Linked DNA regions of Anas platyrhynchos: region 2 is linked to region 1. A link is a contact called in public Hi-C data. All regions are on one chromosome and are shown on one strand. Each heading gives the region's core, a stretch centred on a gene start, on an enhancer-like site or on the middle of the called end of the contact. The rest is flanking DNA. Distances are from core to core; before and after follow the strand shown. Region 1 holds the start of RUFY1 (RUN and FYVE domain containing 1). Region 2 holds the start of MRNIP (MRN complex interacting protein).

Region 1 (3,272 bases), core at 704-3,203:
AGAGGGGTGGCAATAAAACTTAACAAAGCCACGTACGATCTGCATAAAAAGGGGAACTGAATTTCACACAGAGAGCTTCATGATGACACTTTTTCATTTTTAGAAGTATCTTGTTGATTTCTAAGGATAGGAAAGGCAAATAGCAGTAACTGGGTCATTTAGGTTCCTGACTAACTTCTCAGTGAGTCCTAACATCTTTAAGTCCTCAAAACTTTTATGTTTGTAATTACATGGAACTGATATGTATTTACTTTGGCACACCTAGAGCCACATAATGGGCTCTCAAAAGAAAATGCTGTTCACCTTCACATGAATAGCAAGAGCTAGACTAGTGGTCTGTAAAGAAGAGACTACAGTGGTGAAATATCAGCGTCTGCAGAAGCCAAAAATAAAAATGAACCCACTTTCAGAGCTAAAAGTGAGTAGCGTTATTCATGCATAGTGCCTCTCATTGACAAGAAGACAGCTCGAAACCAAAGAAAAAAACTTTTTTTTTTTTTTTTAAATGTGCTTAAAGCTGTATCCTATGTAAACTACTTCCTCTGTGGTTGTTTCTTTACTCTGTACACTGACATGTTTTTTTAATAGTGACTTACAGAAAGATGATCACAGACTGTGGTACTTTCAATTACTGTTTTTACAAAGTCGCTAATTGTAAGGCAGTACAGGGAATTTTAATGCATCTGTAGCTGTTGGAACGACACACTGACAGGTGATCAGGAGTCTTGGTTTGTTTTTATTTTCAGTCACAAAAATTTTCAAGTCCTATTCTTCAGCTGTATTGAAAAATAATTCATTTAGAAGCTTGGATTCCTGCTTTGCTCCTCTAGCAAATATTGTCCTGACTCTTAATATTGGGTGGATAGTGATGGCAGAAAATCAATGTCAAGTCTTACTCACATCAAACAGAAGTATATTCATGTCAGCAACAGCAAGAAAAGGACTTGCGAAGCTATTAGATACTATGGCCATATAAACCCACTGTCAAGTGCTTCTTGAGTCCACTAGATGGAGTAAAACTTCTCTCTGCACCCTTTTAGCAAAAGTCGCTCACAGCCTATACTTAGCTCAAATGAATCATGTGTGAATAAGAGGCTGCTGATCTCTGAATTCCTAACAAAAATGCAAGAGTTTCCTTGTACCTTGTGGAGCAGGAGTTGTTAAACTTTCAGTATCTGAGAAGCCAGGAGGACAAAATCAATCTTAAACTAGCTTAAGGGGGGGAAATAAATAAGACATGAATACTAATAAAATACTAATAAACATGAATATTTCTTTTACTGCAATTGACCTCCCAACTCTACTACTCCCTCCCCCCTTCACTCATTTCTTAGGAGGAGAAAAAAAAAAGAAAAAAAAAAAACTTTCTTCTGTATGGTAAAAAAGCTAATGTGCAGCATCTCCTACATCGTGACTATGTGAGTGCTGTATCTCAGGTATGTACAGTTCCTGGATGGAAAAAATATACGATAAACCATCAATAGTTGTGACACACACTAAGGCTGTATTTTCATACAAGGGCCATTTCAGTTCCCCTTTATGACACATGCCTTCTACCAACCACAGCCCAAATACGTTAAAGAAGTTGTCTTACTGTCTGTAGCTATTTTGTAGTGACAGCGATACAAGCAAGCGCTTTTCACAACAGTGAACCTGCCATTCCTGTCCACCAGTTTCATCAAGCTAGGATGACCTGAGTTACAGGCAAAGTAATAAAGATCTTTTAAAGTTTTCCTAACACTGAACAAATCCAGGATTTCAAAAGCTGGTACAAATTTTCTAGATAAAAGTAATATTTGGGAAGACAATGCAATGAAAAAAAAAATCTGCAGAGTGCACTTTTGTTAGTTTGATAACTTGTTTAAAAAGTAAACTCTTGCTCGGTTTGCCATGCCCCTCCCTGCTCCCCCCTCCTAAATCTTTAACCCAGAACATGGAGCAAACTGCAGAGCTCTGGAAAGGCTCGGCTCGGTCATGCTGGTGCATGCACCTGCTGTAAAAGATTTGAGGGGGCTGTGGGTACCTGGTGCCTGCCCTGCAGCCAGCGGGCAGGGCGTGGGGCTGCTGCCTGGAGTGCGCCTGATCAGGGTCATATGACACGGCGAAGATGGCTGACGCGGAGAAATGCACTGCTGCTGCTGCGGGAAGGCAAGAAGACTTTGAGATCATTGACAAAAACCAGATTCCTAGTGCAACCGAGCTGAAGAACGAGGAAAAAGAGAAAGCGGCAGAAGAAGCGAGGTGGTCTGCTCCGATCTTGTCGCTGGCTAAGAAAGCCTCGGAGAACTTAGCGCTGAGCTATGGCAACGCTCTGAAGTCTGCAGCTTTGGTAGGATTCATATCCAAACCAGTCAGCAATGACAACACAGCAAAAACAAGTATGGTTATGTTTATTTAGTACCCTTGCTTTTATGCTGCGCAAATAAGTTAGCTCCCGTAAGTGGCGTTTCTTAGGGAGTGATGCGTTGTTGTTACTTGGAGTTTGTTGTTAAAAATCTGATGCTGCAGTTTTTTATTTAAGGGAAATTATACAAACAACGTAGGTGTGGGACTAACGAAGTATATTACAACCAAAAGAATCCTAAACTGTTAATATGTTTGGGAAAGCTGACTTTATTTTTTGTGCGGTGGGCTTTTATTAATTCTATTTCTCCCTCTCCCTCTACGTTCTGCTCAGCAGCAGCCTGCCTGTGCTAGGAAGGATTGGCTGGATCACTTGCTCTGGGGGCTGGCTCAGGGAGGGAATCAGGCTGATACTTCTTGCACAGCTTTCATGTCAGAGAGTGGACAATTGGACTAGGAAACAGATTTGTTATAAATTAACTATGCTAAAAATAGCTTTACTTAGTTACAGCTTGCTTTACTGAACATCTGTATTCATCAGCACCGTAACCATATGGATTTATGGAACAGATTTCTTAAAATGGAATTAAGAAGGCTTTAGTGGGATCCTTACAGAAATTAGAGCTCAGTAATACTTAGAGCGTGGAAACAAAACCATTCGGATGTAGGAATGGGATGTGTTAGTCTTGTATTCCAGGCTAGTTCTTGATGGTTTTGGAGCAGTGGAACTCAGTTATGCTAACTGGTTCAGGCCTTCTTGCTTTCAGTATTAAGTATTCAAGCTGCATTTCTCTGGGGATGAATCGTAACTACATGGTGGAATAAATCATTGTTGATGGACTTTTTTTTTATGAAAATACTTCAGTGGATGTAGTTAGAGTTCAAGATTAATCATGTCCTGAAAAAAATAGCTTCTTATCTTTTCCTGC
Region 2 (3,347 bases), core at 564-3,063, 170 kb after region 1:
CTGTACATATCTCATTCTGTCTCTCTGCTGGAGCCTGATCATATACACGGTCATTTCAGCTGCATAAACCAATATAAAGGGATCACAAACTTCTCTTTGATTCACCCAGAGGTCAGCATGGGTTGGTACGTACTTCAGCTTTGTAGGTATCTTACCTGCTGGACTGAACTCTCTTCACCATGGGCTGCTGTCTTTTCGTTGTCATTTACAGATTCTTCTATGCACCTAAGAGAGATAGAGTTGCAGCTGGAGTTTCTTGTCCAGCTTATAAACAAATTAGTCTGCTTATTTGTATTTTTCAGATCATCTAGTCATAGCAAAAGACATTGGATAGAAAGCATGGAGAGGAACACTGGGTAGGAAGCCTATCAGGAAAAAAAAAAACAAAAAAATATAGAAAAGCAGATCATAGATGTCAAAGACTTTCAGGATACATTGCCCAAATACTGGGAAAAAATTTAGAGTGTAGCCTGCCTTTCTCCTATACAAACAGAGTAGCTAGTCTGATCTAAAACTGCTAACCATGAAATGGGAAATTTTAATTGATCATAACTACAGATATAACAGCATATCTTTCAGGACAACAGCTTAAACCCCTAATTATATCCCAAGCAAGCAAGTAAAAAGGGAAGTTATTTCATAATGTTTTGGGAAAAGCAACACCAACTCTTTTTGATGAAGCAAACAGAGTTCTCCTCCCAAAGCTTAACCCAGTAGCACTGCATATACACAGCTAAGTTACATAACTAGCTTTGACTGATTTCTGAAAATAACCTTCAGCGAAAAGGAAGCGGTACTAGTTCAAGACCAGTTCAAGATTAGGCAATTCATAAACAGACTCAGGAATGAAATAAACAGGAAAGTGCTACTCAGATTTTTCAGCCCAGCAGGAATTACATCCAACTTTTTGCTCTTTCTGTCGATGGCAGGGATTACTCAGCAGACCCACCACGTGAAACCCCTGAACACCAACAGTTTGGTGGTGCCAGCTGAGCGGAGGATTTTCTCCCCGGGGTGCCCGCAGCTGCACTGCTTGTCAGCCTGAGGGATGGGCACTGCCAGCTGGCTCCTCAGACAGTACATAAGAAAGTGCAACTTCAGAAAAGCAAACTAAGCCCTATTCCGTGTATTTCAGTGGGTATAAAGCATGATGAACACACACTAACGACCAACTAAAATTATTAAAAGAAGCCCCTTGTTAAAAGAAGCATGCCAGGCCACGAAATGAACAAGCCGCTCGTTACAGGGAGGGGAAGACAGGGCCGGCACCCAGCCCAGCCCCCTGCGGTGCTCACTGTCCGGCTGCCGGCCGTGTGAGCCGTGCCCCGGCCTCCCCCCCCCGTCCCGTACCGAGCTGTCCGAGCGATCGCCTCCTCCGCCTCTCCCTGCAGCGAGTTTAACTTCTGGACGTGGTGCCTGCAGTCCCGGCCCGACCCCCGGCCGTAAACCTGCGGGGAGAGGCAGCGCGGAGGGCAGCGCGGAGAGCGGGGGGGGGCGGGCCCGGCGGGGGCGGAGGCCGCGGCCCTCACCTTGAGCAAGGCCTGGCGCTGCCCGCACACGCTGCAGCTCCACTTGGCGCTCCGCTTGGCCTAGGGGGGGGGGAGCAAAGGGGGATCAGACGCTGCCCGGTGCCCGCTGCCCTCCCCCAGGTGCCCGGTGCCGGCCCGGCCGCACCTGCTGGGCCTGGAAGAGGCGGCAGGAGCAGCAGCGCAGCACCCAGCACGGCGCCGCCATCCCGCCGCCCGCCGTCGCCATGGCAACGGCCGACTTCCGCTGACGTCACCACGCCACCCGCGCTTGGGTCCGCTCCCCAAGCCCCGCCCCCTGTCCGTTAAGCCCCGCCCCCAAGCACTAAGCCACGCCCCCAGCTCACGAAGCCCCGCCCACAACCCCCCCCCATGGAGGCAGACCCAGGGGCCGCAGCCCTGGCAGCCTGACGCTGCCGTACGGTCGTTAATTAGGGCACGGTCATTAATTAGCGCACGGTTGTTAATTAGGGCATTGTCACCTTATTCCTGGAGGAAAGCAGCTCCTGGTTGTGTAGCCACCGAGCCGGAGCTCTCACCCTGAAGCTGGTGACAGCGTGCGCCACGCAATGAATAAATACAGAAAATGATAAAAATTCACTCCAGCCACCCAAAAGTGAGTAAAGTCACAGCAAGTGAGTACACAGCATGACAATAAAGGCTCGCTCCAGCCCCACCGAGTCTGCCCTTTAAGGTTACTGCCATGGACAAGGCCCAAGCACCGTTCCAGGAGCTCAGGGAACAAACAAAAGGCAGCCCAGGATGCCCATCGGGTTCTGGTTCGTTTATTGAGTACATGACAGGTCAGACAGACAGTGTAAAATCACATGGAGTAGTTGGACTTTTAAAAAATTACAATAAATTACTGAATAATTAGTAAAAGCGGTTTTACTCATGGCTGCTCTCCGGATACAGGACAGAGGAGGCAGGAAAATAAGAAATACGTACGAGCTGTGAATACACAGAGAGAACGTCACGAGGGGGGATTAACACTGAGTAGCACACCGAGTAGTGTTAAATGGGAACATCCGACCACACGCGTCCTTCCCAGCCTTTGCATTCCCGATGCCAGCCAGAAGCTGTAGCAAACCTTGCCCTCAGTGCAGGGTTTGCTCTCGCTGAGCACCAGCATCTCTCGCTCTGGCCCTTCGAGGCAGATGCTTGTGCACTGAGATGAATTCAGCTGTACAGACAGCATCAATTCTCCTTCCTCGGAGCAGATGCCCTGCTACCAGAAGGCTAACTCTTAGTTTCTTCTGGGCTTTGCCGATTTAGAGAGCAGTCGCTCAGTCTCCCAGTTATTTAATCTCCTTAACTGGAAAGAGATCTAGTCTATTCGGGTTTCCCGTAACGGGCTGATGGCAGAGCACCACACTGCTTTGCCTTCTTCTTCTTCAGGTGTAAACGCCCGCTGATGTGCAGCAGTTCCTACGAGCACGTCCGTGGTCAGACACTTTGTACACGAGATGTTCGGAAGGGACACACTCAGCAGCTGCAGGTGGCACAGCGCTCCTGCAAACCTTCCTACCCCCAGCATTTGCAAGGGCTGACTGATCACAGTATTCTTAGGAGTCTTTCTGAAAATTGGACCCATGGTTAGTTAGCAAAAAAAAAAAAAAGAGACTCAGCAAGAAAATGAATATTTTCTGCTCCAACAGGGAAAGTCCAGCAGACCAGCATGCCACAGATCTGCAATGTTGAGGCTGATTCACTGACTTGTATGTCAGGAACATACTCCCTCCTCCTTACAACTGTCAAGGGCCCATTGATTGACTTAATATTACTTCTGCACTGAAGTCAAGGAGCTTGTGGCTTCCCAGA

What was found. Hi-C and Micro-C count contacts between places; a contact is called where the count stands out from the background.
Region 2: a Hi-C map of subcutaneous adipose tissue shows a contact between it and region 1, with 2.1 times the contacts expected there. The contact joins the promoter of MRNIP here to the promoter of RUFY1 in region 1. A contact is called at or near these places in 2 of 8 Hi-C or Micro-C datasets (liver and subcutaneous adipose tissue).

The regions. Positions count from the first base shown.
Region 1 is chr14:5,374,835-5,378,106 of IASCAAS_PekinDuck_T2T, forward strand. RUFY1 (RUN and FYVE domain containing 1) reads left to right here and starts at 1,954. Exons shown (of 18, transcript XM_005024290.6): 1 at 1,954-2,378. The coding sequence starts at 2,108.
Region 2 is chr14:5,542,888-5,546,234 of IASCAAS_PekinDuck_T2T, forward strand. It overlaps MRNIP (MRN complex interacting protein), which reads right to left and starts at 1,814. Exons shown (of 7, transcript XM_027468509.3): 1 at 1,675-1,814; 2 at 1,530-1,589; 3 at 1,351-1,448; 4 at 156-225. The coding sequence starts at 1,755. It overlaps TBC1D9B (TBC1 domain family member 9B), which reads right to left. Exons shown (of 21, transcript XM_027468572.3): 21 at 2,296-3,347.